Regions from separate parts of the Sus scrofa genome. Here region 1 is linked to region 2. The links are chromatin contacts, called in public Hi-C maps. All regions are on one chromosome and are shown on one strand. The core of a region is the stretch at or near the end of the contact, and the rest is flanking DNA. Distances in the headings are between cores, read along the strand shown. Region 1 holds the start of RPS3A (ribosomal protein S3A). Region 2 holds the start of SH3D19 (SH3 domain-containing protein 19).

What was found. A called contact is a pair of places that touch in the nucleus more often than the background predicts.
Region 1: a contact with region 2 is called in a Hi-C map of liver, with 2.5 times the contacts expected there. The contact joins the promoter of RPS3A here to the promoter of SH3D19 in region 2. A contact is called at or near these places in 2 of 47 Hi-C or Micro-C datasets (liver and skeletal muscle) and 1 of 2 datasets of contacts at active chromatin or transcription factors (alveolar macrophages).

What each region holds. Positions count from the first base shown.
Region 1 is chr8:77,889,794-77,895,679 of Sscrofa11.1, forward strand. RPS3A (ribosomal protein S3A) reads right to left here and starts at 3,947. Exons shown (of 6, transcript NM_001137619.1): 1 at 3,862-3,947; 2 at 3,061-3,164; 3 at 2,525-2,712; 4 at 805-1,013; 5 at 164-273. The coding sequence starts at 3,923.
Region 2 is chr8:77,686,885-77,692,622 of Sscrofa11.1, forward strand. It overlaps SH3D19 (SH3 domain-containing protein 19), which reads left to right and starts at 2,509. Exons shown (of 21, transcript XM_021100631.1): 1 at 2,509-3,011. LOC102161916 (a long non-coding RNA gene) reads right to left here and starts at 3,675. Exons shown (of 3, transcript XR_304957.3): 1 at 3,202-3,675; 2 at 1,853-1,909.

The DNA of each region.
Region 1 (5,886 bases), core at 2,697-5,196, 200 kb after region 2:
AACTCCCATTAGTTATAGCATACCATTATCTTGAAACCATGATCTTCAATACCAAAGGCATGACCAAGAAACCATTATCTGGACGCAAAAGACCCCCAAATACCAAACAGTCTATATGTCTATACAATGTTTTCTTTCAGGAACCCTGTGATTCCTCACTTACATTCAAACTTGGGCTTCTTCAGCATTTTTACTTTTCTAACGAAGACGTCATGAAGCGGATAAATAGACTGGCAAGCCTTTTCTATGTCCTTTCCAATGCTGTCTGGAATCCTGCAAACCAGTAATGATAAATTAAACACACTTCACGTAATCCAAAATATTCCTCATTCTGCTACTGCCTTCACAGGTGAAGGTTATATGATCCGAATTACATAACTAGTTAGTAGCAAAATTAGCAGTTGAGCTTTCTGAGTCCAAGCCTTATGCCTTTTCCATGACACTTCTCTGTGCCAACTGCATGGGAACATCAGAAAAATGTTACGTATTATCATCGAACATCATCTGGGACCGAAACATTTTGTCATCACTTATTCCCATACATTAACGATCGTGATGGTTTTATAATATTTTCTAAAGAAGGTAAAAGCAAGTCCTGTGCTTCAAGTCTCACTGCCGAGAGCTTCATTCAAAAAAAGGATAAAGAAACCATCAAATAACATTTACTGAACACTTAACATGCTTTCATTTCAAGAGATGCATCTAGACAGTTTCACAGCCTGAATTTACACAAAAGTCTGACTCCACCTTGTCTCATATGCTTCCCTCATCTGAGGGCTGTGCTGTGTGAGGGAAAGCACTTACAATTTATTGACCACCTCTTTCAAGTCATTTGTCTGCACCTCTCGGGTCATGATTTCCATCATCTTCTTCCGGATTTGGCGGACTTGTTGGTGCTGAGCGTAAGAGGTCTTCCGAATCTGATTGTTGCGTTTTTTAGTAAAACCAACACAGAACAGACGAAGCAAATAACCATCGGTAGTCTTGACATCAACGTGAGCTTCAATCATGGTCTAGTAAAAAAAAAAAAAAACCTGTCAGATATATCAGATTTTGTGGGGTTTGCTTTTTTTCTTTTTTTGGCTTTGCCTACAACAAATGCAAATTCTGGGGCCAGGGACTGAACACTTGCCACAGAAGCAACCCAAGCCACTGCAGTGATAACACCAGGTCCTTAACCCAGTGCACCACCATGTTATCAATGTTTAGCCCTCAAACCCCAATTCTAAAAAGCTGGCAGGTCAAGTACTCATTTCACAATATTAAGTATGATAAATGACTAGTTTAATTTACAGAATTAACCTCCTTCAAGTGCAGTTACCCTGAATTCTTACTATCTACCCTCCACTTGTAACTGAATAAATATCCTCTCAGCTGTCTTCCCTCCTCCCCTCTGGGTAACTTCTATCCTCATAATCACCTATGTGAACAGCACCCACCCTCTTCCATTCACATGCCTTTTACAGAAACATGCCAGCCTTTAACAACCTGTTCTTTCCCCAATCAGTTCTTTAACTCTGCAAAAGAATATATATATATTTAAATTTCTTCTATGTTCCAAACTAAAGCCATGCTGAGGATTAAACATTTACACATATAAAATATAACTTTTAAAATCTATACTTCTATTACTGTCTAAATTCAGAAAAAACTATCTGAGATAGTGAAAAAATGAACTGCTTTCTTTGTATTTTGTAAATCTTACACCACAGTTTAAAGAATGAATATAATACAACTATAGTGAAAAGACCTTAAATGGTTTCCAGGAATGCAACTATAAAACCTTAAGGGAATGTCAGAAATAAATGTAACGGTAGAATCAAAATGTATCATATGGGACCGAAACATTTTGTCATCATTCATTCCCACATAGAAAATATCCCCAAAGGGGATGGTTAACAGGACACATCTGAACAAATGTAACTAATCCCTGTAGTAATACTAACAGGTACAAGTGCTTTCTGTGTCAAGCTCTGTATAAGCATGTTTGCATGGATCTTTTACTTATCCTCATTAACTCTCACCTTATGGTAACACTCTCACCAACATTTTACAGATTAAGAAAACCAAGGCTTAGCAAGCTTTAAGTTACCTTCCAGAAAGAATAACTGGAGAAAGGAACCAAGATTTCAACCCCACACCAGAGACTCTGTCACACCCATTACAGCAAAACAGGTAATCAAACAAAACTAGCCCAATCCACCCTTTCCCAATAAAATTCTCTAAAATTCGCTAGACTTTGAGGTCCAGAGGTACTCTGAAGACAGGCAAAACTAAAACGGCAAACCTGCACCTAGACGTTCTTCAACCAGCTACTAATCCATGCACCAGGGCTGTGAGATGAATTCAATTTACACAGGTAATTTACACAACCTCACTGTTGTTGATCAAGTTCAAGTGCCAATCCCAGAATCCACTCAATAACAGGACTTAAAATGAAATCTAAACCTCAACACCTTTCTGACCTTAAACCACAACATCTTTGGTCACAAACACCACAGGACCACTCAACTTCTGTTCTCACCTGCCATTTTTTGACCATTGAGCACATCTTGTCACGGGTAAGATCCATGCCGTGGAAGTTGGTCAAGCAGTTTTTGCCCTGAACATCCTCAGTAATCAGCTTGAATTTTCTAAATGCAACTTCATCATTCTGCAGATCAGCAAGGCTCACTTCAAACACACGACCCTTGAGGCCATCAGATGCAATTTCTATAAAAACAACAATCGTGTTAACGTTAGAAAACATATTAAGGCAAGAAAGATAAATTTCATGCATTAAACTTAAACTAATAATAAAGACATTAACTTTTGTTTACCAAATCCATATGGACACCAATGACTTACTGACTGCTCATTAGAAGCTCAAAAATACGAACATTTTTTGCTAATTCTAAAAGTACCACCTCGCTTCTCCAAGTGTTGTATTAAAAACAAGCCCTAAAGGGGCCAAAGTTGTCACCAATAGCTGACATTCCCTCACCGTATCCCACCACAGAAACAAGAGTAGACCGACATATTTTTCAATTTAAGAAAAATACAGACGAAAGAGATACTCACTGGTTCCTTGAGTTCTTGTGACCAGTGTTTTCCCAATATTTCTTATATTGAACATAGCTGGTGCTTTCACATCATACCAATCTTTCTTAGAAAATGGGTCAACCCTGGATTTAAAAAAATGCTTAGGTTTTATCGCAGATAACGTAATTCGTTTTAAGCCTCCCTCAGTTTTTGTTCTAATTACTTTAAAAAACCTAGCTCTTCCCACTATATCTATTTCACTGAGCAGATGTGACACTCTGGCAAGTAAATTATGCCCCAAACACTCTCCACCCCTATCGGTCCTTCCACTATACTGACTGCATTACCTCCAAACAACTTGCACGTCTCTTCAACCTTATTGGCACATTAAGACACATACTAGTAACCTAGGCTCTTTAAGGCCTCATGCTAGCTTACGAGATCCCAGGTTCCACCTGGCCATAGCAAGGGAGGGGTGCAGCGTCCCGGGTGGACAAAAAGTTGCGTTGACAAGTCCGGCTTTTGGAGGGGCACTGATTACTCGTAGAATTTACGAGACCCGTAAGCCCACAGTAAGGAACATGCCAGGCCAGAGACGCAGCGGCACTCCCGACTCAAAAGCGGTGCGCATGAGGTCCAGAGGGCCAGCGGAAAAGCAGCCGGACCGCCGCAAAAAAACACCCAGATCCGCCACGCTCCAGTTCGGGAGTTTACTAACCCGGCACGACCCGCGCAATCCAACTAACATCCTCGCCATCCGGCCCACATCGCGATCCAGAACCCGCCCGCCGACTCCAGCAGAGCCCCTAGAAGCGGGGTGCCACGACAGCTGTCACTTACACTTTCTTCTTGGCTCCCTTTTTGCCGCCTTTCGTAAGGCGCTTATTCTTGCCAACCGCCATGGTGCTGCACAGAGAGCCAAAAGGGCGGAAGTATCACTCGCGCGAGAACTTAGGCGTGCGGGGCGGGACGTGCCGTTTACGTGACCTTTGATCTTACGTTTTCCGGCCTTCAGAACTGGGAGAGTCACGTCTCCGACTGTAGCTGCGACTGCGCCCTCGCCTGTGGGGAGGCTGCGTAGCAGGCCACTGGTCGCCGGCTGGGCGCTCCTGAGGCCCTGGCGCAGGCGGCCTGAGGTGCCTCGTGTTGGTGGACGGGGGTTTCTGTGGCCCTGACGCCCTGAAGTGAGTTTTCGTGGAAGAGGACGCCCATTCCACATCTTTCAAAGCCGAAGTCACCGTCTCACCTTCAAGCCTGTTGTCTTCTCAGGAGCGTGGGATTTGGGAGTAGATAGCATGTCTAGGTTCCTTTGCTAGTTACAGTAATATTTAGCCCTGTTGACCTGTCTGTGCTGCGATTTCCTGGTATTTAAAGTGGAGGCCAAAAAGAAAAGTGGAGGCAGAGTAGTTTTGCTCTGGCGCAGAGGGTTAAGGATCCAGCGTTATCTCTGGACGCAGGTTCGATTCCCTCCCCACCCCCACTCCCACGGCCCAGCGCAGTGGGTTAAGGTCTGGCGTTGCCCACCTATGTGACTCGGGTCACAGCTTCGGCTGCAATCCCACCCCTGGCAGGGGAATTTCCACATGACACTGGGTGCGGCCATAAAAATAATAATAATATGAGACATGAAATGGAGGCAAGGAGTTACTTGGTGGCACAGCAGATTGAGGATCTGGCGTTGTCACTGCTGTGGCCAGGGTTGCTGCCGTGGTGTGGGTTCAATTCCTGACTGAGAACTTTTGCATGCAGCGGGCGTGGCCAAAAAAAGTAAACAAAATAGAGGCAGTAAAACTAGTAGGGGTAAATAAGTGTAACTTCGGGGGTATTGGATATTGTATGTTGATATGGAAGCTGGTTAGTGGAGTATGTTCGCTTTGTGAATTTGAATCTAAAGCTGTACACTTCTGTGCGTACTTTTCTTTTTTGTTCTTGTTTTTTGTTTTAGGGCCGCGCATATGGAAGTTCCCAGGCTAGGGGTGTAATCGCCTACACCACAGCCACAGCAACTGATGGGGCTGCATCAGAAACTTAGACTGAAGCCTGCCACAGCAACTTGCTGCTCCTTAACCCACTGAGCAAGGCCAGGGATCGAACCCACTTCCTCATTGATACTATTCCGGTTTTTAATGCACTGAACCACAAAAGGAACTCACTTTGGGTACTTTTCTATTTTTTTTTTTTTTTTTTGAGTTGTGCCAATTTCTGCTATACAGCGAAGTGACTCAGTCATACATATATATACATTCTTTTTTTAATATATATTATTTTCCATAATGGTCTGTCCTAGGAGATTGGACAGAAGTTCCCTGTGCTGTACAGTAAGACCTCATTGCCCATCCATTCTAAATATAATAGTTTGCATCTACTAACCCCAAACTCTCAGTCCATCCTGCTCCCTCCCCTCTCCCCCTTGGCATCTACAGGTCTGTTCTCTATGTCTGTGAGGCTGTCTATTCTGCAGGTAGGATCATTTGTACCATATTTTATTTAGTTTTCACCTATAAGCGTTATCATACAATATTTGTCCTCTTTCTGACTTACTTCACTTTATGATGATGTCTAGTTACATTCTTTAAGTTTCTTATGCACTGATTACAAGTTTTTATGAAAAAATAGAGTGAGTTCTTCTTGTGGTTTCCCTGAGGGACTATGATTCCAGTGTTCCCATATAGTTTGATTTTTCAAAACAAGGTGTTTTTTTAATTGCAGAGGATAACGAAATACATCCTGGCTAGGTGTAGCCTGCGAGTTTCAAGGGTGCAGTCCCTGGAAAGCTGCCTCATACGGGCTTGGTTCTCAGCCAGTGGTATGTTGCGTTCCCTTCTCTAACTTCCCGTTGGCAAAAAAACCCCGGACCAAGCCAGA
Region 2 (5,738 bases), core at 1,259-3,758:
AGACAATTCTTTCTCCATTGAATTATCTTGGCACCCTTGTCTAAAACTGTATCTTTATTATACCAAAGTTTGCCTTGTTTTGTGGTAAACTGGATAGATCCTCCTCTGTCACTGGAGGTCAGGAAATGGGTTTTGTTCATTTAAAATGAGAAAACTGACACAGCAGATTAAGAATCTGGCGTTGTCACTGCTGTGGCACAGGTTTGATTTGCAAGCCATAGGTGCAGCCAAAAAAAAAAAAAAAAAAGAGAGAGAGAGAGAGAGAGAGAAATGCTATGTCAAAAGCACCTACCTTAGGTTTCCAGGGTAAGTATTTCTTTCCTTTTTTGAATCTCCCCACAGCATTTAGTATTTCTCATACAATGGTTACACAAATTTTGTTGAATGGAAAGTGGGCTTGAGCCAAACCTCGAAAGAAGAGTGTGGGTTCCTAAAGTGCTGCTTGAATGGGAAAGCCTGAACACTTTCAGCCCTTTGCAAACTAGGAATCTGAACAGTGGAGATCAACCCCAACAGCTTTGGGAGGTTGTGCTGCTGTCTGGGTTGGGGTTCCAATTGATTCTTAATCCTCTAAGGTTAAGTGACAAATATGCTTTCTCTTAAAGTTAATCAAAGACTTAAAACAACCCTAAAGGTCTAGAACCTTTTCTTCTTTCTAGCTTAATGTCGAGTTTTTCATATGTCTACCTATTTGACAGCTTATGCAGGAATAATAACGTTTACACTTGTGATTTGACCTCAATTCCACAAAATCAATTGTGGTTCTTATCTGCCCAAAAGCAGATAAGAAAGATTTTTCTTTGGCAGCAACCATTACTACTAAAAAAGTAAAGAGACAGTGCTCAGGTGTGGTTGGTGATTCTATTTTCAGTGACCCCTTTCTCCCTCTCTTTTTCTCTTACATGCTGAACATGAGGAGCCCTCACAGGCTCTCAAAAATAGACCAAGAAGCTGAAGATAAAGGCCTCTTCATTCCACCTGGGAGGTTCCCATGGCTTCATGTCCAGGCAATGTCTCTGCCTGCTGTTTGCACCTTTTTCTGAGATTTTTAGAATCTGCCTCTATCTGTATAAAAGTGTGTATGTGCACGTACTGAACCCAATATGTGTACTATTCAAACATATATAACAATTTTTTTTTTTTTTTTTTGGTGCCACACTTGTGGTGTATGAAGGCTCCCAGGCTAGGGGTCGAATCAGAGCTGCAGCTGCCACCCTACACCGCAGCTCACAGCAATGCCAGATCCTTAACCCATTGAGCAAGGCCAGGAATCAAACCTGCAAGTGGTTCCCAGTCGGACTGTTTCTGCTGCGCCATGACAGGAACTCCCATAATAAACTTTCTTACCCCATTCTTTTCAGCTTTAGCTAAGCGCTTCAAATGACAGCTTCTGACTCCAGAACAACTGCTCTGTCACTTCACTAAATTGCCTCTTTGCAAACAATGTTACCTGGCTCTTAAATACATCTTCTAGGGATGGTGGCCATTTCTAACCCTAAGTTAACTAGAATACGGCGAGGCCCGATTAAAAAAAAAAATATATGTATATATATGTGTGTGTGTATATGTATATATATGTGTGTGTGTATATATGTATATATATGTGTGTGTGTATATGTGTGTATATATATATGTATATATATATTTGTGTGTGTGTGTGTCTTTTTGCCATTTCTTGGGCACCTCCCGCGGCATATGGAGGTTCCCTGGCTAGGGATCTAATCCGAGCTGTAGCTGCCAGCCTAAGCCAGAGCAACGCAGGATCTGAGCCTCCGAGCCGCGTCTGCGACCTACACCACAGCTCACAGCAACGCCAGATCGTTAACCCACTGAGCAAGGCCAGGGATCGAACCTGCAACCTCATGGTTCCTAGTCGGATTCGTTAACCATTGCGCCACGATGGGAACTCCTTAAAAAAAAAAAAATTAAATTAGACTTTATATTTGGGGGTAATTTCAGGTTCACAGCAAAACTGAGCTGAAGACCGAGATTTTTCCACGACTCTTTGGCCCCCACGCACGTACAGCCTCTCCCACTATCAACATGCCCCGCAGAGTGGTACATTTGTTATAATTGATGGAATTAGTCTGACACATCACAACCACTGCAAGTCTGTCTTTCTCATTAGGGTTCACTTTTCTTCTTGTACATTCTATAGGTTTGAACAAATGTATAAGGGCATGTAGCCACCACTACAGTATGATACAGAGTAGTTTCACTGCCCTAAAAATTCTCTGTGCTTCGCCCAAATGCTCTGATTTAAAAGGGCAAAACGAGAGGGAAAGGTATACGTGCAACGTAGAGGCGCCAGCGAAGTTTGTTCCCAAGTTCAGAGGCTCCAGCGGCCCCATCTCCCCGAGCCCGGCTGCGGGGCCGGTTTCTCCTCCTCCTTTTGTTTAAGTGTCAAGCAAATGGGTTTCCTGTTGACACCGGAATATTGTGAAAGGGCAGGAAGAGGCCAGGCCACCTCCTCTCTGCCCCCTTCCTATCCCGTTTATTTATTTTGCACACGTTTGTTTTGGCGGCGCGGGTGGTTCCAGCGCGTGGGGCGGTGGGGCGGCCTCGGCGGCCAGTAACCCCTCCCCGAGGAGGCGAGGCCCGGCCAGAACCCGCCCGATCGCGGCTCCAGCTCTGTCGGGCGGGGAAGGGAGAGAGGAAGGGGGAAGCGAGTGGGAGAGCTAGCGCCGGGAGAAGGAGGCCGCCGGTGCGCGCCAGGAGGCGGGGTAACCGGCCCGGCCAGCGCCCGGCCGCTCCCGCGGGCTGCAGGTGGAGCCGCGGAGGTAACCGCTTCCGCCGCCGCCTCCGCCTCCTCCTCTCCTGGGCCGCCTCCCAGGTCGGGAGGCTGCTGGCGCGGGACGCCGGGAGCTGGCGGACGGCGCGCGGGGCCCGCAGCTCGCCGATGGCTGAGGGCCGGCGGCGGGAGGACGAGGACGAGGAGCTGCGCGAGCGCCGCGAGCTCGGGGGCCCGCGCCGCGCCCGGGGCCGTGCGCTCTCGGGCCACTCGGCCGCAGGTGAGGGGCGTGGGCAGCGCCAGGGGAACCCGGGGGGTCGGGGGGCCGCGCGGGTCCTGCCCCGGACACCGTCAGCTCCCCCACCCGCCCCGAGGGGACCGGCACCTTTAACTCTTGGAGGCGAGCGGGAGGGAGAATGGCTTTTCCATCCCCATCCTTGCTTTCGTGCCGAACCCGAGGAAATTCCGACCTGTGAGTGACCCTGCAGCCGAAACAACACATTTTCCCTTGCAAACCAAATCCAGGAGCGGCTGGCTTGGAACTTGCGGCCCCTGTGGTTACTTATCTCCGGATGAGTCAGAGGACGAAGGCTCTGGCTTCGGCCGTCTCGCTGGAGAATGCCCCCTCCCGATCGGTTTCCCTGCGCTGTCGCAGCTGGGTCGAACCACGTGTTTAGTCCAGTCGGGTTTCGGTGCCTCTTGAACTTTGGACCTGTGACAGTCCACCTAACCCTTAATCGCCGGAGCTCACCAGTTTTCTACAGGACTTGCTTTAGAGTTGTTTTGTGAGCCCGCTCCCCCCCCCCCAATATAGATAGCATCCCAAAAGGGGGTTCATTTAGGCTGAGAATCATTTCTGGACCTATAACTACTTTTATGATCTTGTGTTTGGGGGGGTGCACAGAAGCGGCACGGATCAATAGTTTGGCACATAAATGGAAGAGTGAATTATGAATTAGCTCACATCCACACCCCTTCCCTTTTTCCGGGGCAGCTTTTCAGTTAGACACAATAGAGAGGAAATTCTTTGGGTTTTGGTTCCAACTGGATCAGCCAGTTATCTGAAAACAAGAGGGAAGAACAAGCTGAGAGAGATGACAACGAAAGGGAGATAGAGATGTGAGAAAGATTCAGATGTGAACGTTCATTACCGCCTCTTTTAAAGGGGAATATAGCAAAGGTTCCAATAAGCCATGGAGAAACTTTTCTATGTGGATCCCTTAACCTAAGAGAAAGTTGTAGAACTGAAAGAAGATAATGGGTAGAAATCAAGGGTAGAAGATGGGATGAAAGGAAAGAGTTTGAGTGGAACATCTTCGAAGAGATAGTCAATTTGATGCCTCTGGTAGGATTTTGGAGCCTTAAAAAAATAATTCCTTTTGCCCATTACTCTTTCCAACAAAAGAAGGCATTTGACTGTCCACAAAAACAACCACCATTTTGAAGCTAATTGTTAGTTTTGTTCAGTATTAACCCAGACCTAATGAAATAATGGGTACTTGCTGGATATGAGTAAATAATTGTTTTAATAGTACAATGAAAATACAAAGATGTTCCTCCGTAATATCCTCTTTGTATAGTCACTGATTTAAATATACCTTGGACTCCTCTATTTCCCTCCAGCAAAAAGTTTCGCTTACTGTACTGTGAAGAACTGTGCCTGAGGTCAGACTAGACATGATCCAGATATATGTTTATAATTTAGTTGCAATATGTGTATTTATTACAAGGTTGGTGGAAATGGCCTTTTGTGACTTTTTTTTTTTTTTTTTTTTTTTACCAGTTCCTTAGTTTCCCAAGGCTAGCAGAGCTTTTCTATGTTCCGTGATAATATTTTGCTGAGACATGACCTAGTGCACTTTGCACTCAGAGATTGGTGCTTGCAATTTCTAACCATTGCATATACCCTGTCTCTATGAAGGGCTGAGAGCCAGAGGTAGTGTGGAGTAGGTGGAGGGTTAAACTTGCCCTTATTGGTCCACTTTCTTTTGAGATACATTATTTAATTGTTTACATTTCTTTGCAAGCTGTGCTCCTCCTTCTCAGTGGTTCCCTTGGTTTTCAGACTCCATCGCATTCCTTACCAAGCTTGGGCATCTGTTAGTTGTGTTTGTGCTCCATTTCTGTCTCCAAGTGAGAGAGTACGAACTGACCCAGAGGCTTAAATTTCCTTCTTTTGAAGGTGTTCCTAATCTTTCACCTTTTCTGTTCTCATCTGCTCCCTCCTTCTGCCTCCACTTCACAATCTAAAGATTTTCTTTTTCTTTGATCTCACATAGCTTGACACCATAAACTTAGGGTTCGTGGACTTCAGGGAATCTGGGAGCACCTTCTCTTCCTGCTGCATTTAGGTGTGGTTGTGGAAATGTGTTTATTTATTTTGCAATGTACATTCAGAAGAGTGTATAAAACCTGTAAATTATAAAGTGAAACCCTTGTTACCGGGACCCAAGTTGAGAAATAGAATATTATCATTTCCCAGAAGCAAATGTCAATCCCTTTCATCATGGCCTTGTGCTTCCCTTTGAGGGAACCACTTTTTTTCCCTTGCTTTTCTGCACAGTTTCATCTATCCAGTTTTACCTTTATGCGCCTGCAGACATATGTGCATCTCTATATATTATTTGGTTTTATCTATTTTACAACTTCATATAAGTTGAACCATCCTGGATATATTCTTTAGTGTCATGCTTTTTTTCACTTGATATTAAATTTGTAAAATGGATCTATCTTGTTACATGCCGCTGTAATTTCTTTTCATTGTATTACTATATCATCATATGTTCTGCTTATCATTTTTAATGGATTTGTTGGAGTTCTTTATTTGCACAAGACTCTCAGCTTTTGTTGGTTGCATGTGGTCCAAAATCTTCCAGTCTGTGGTTTATTTTTTTAAAAATTTTTATGGTTTCTTTTGATGTGGAAATTCTTAATTTTATCGTAGGTGTGTTTATGAATCGTCTTCTTTTAGTTAATATCCCTCCACCTCTCACTGTGCCCCTTGGTT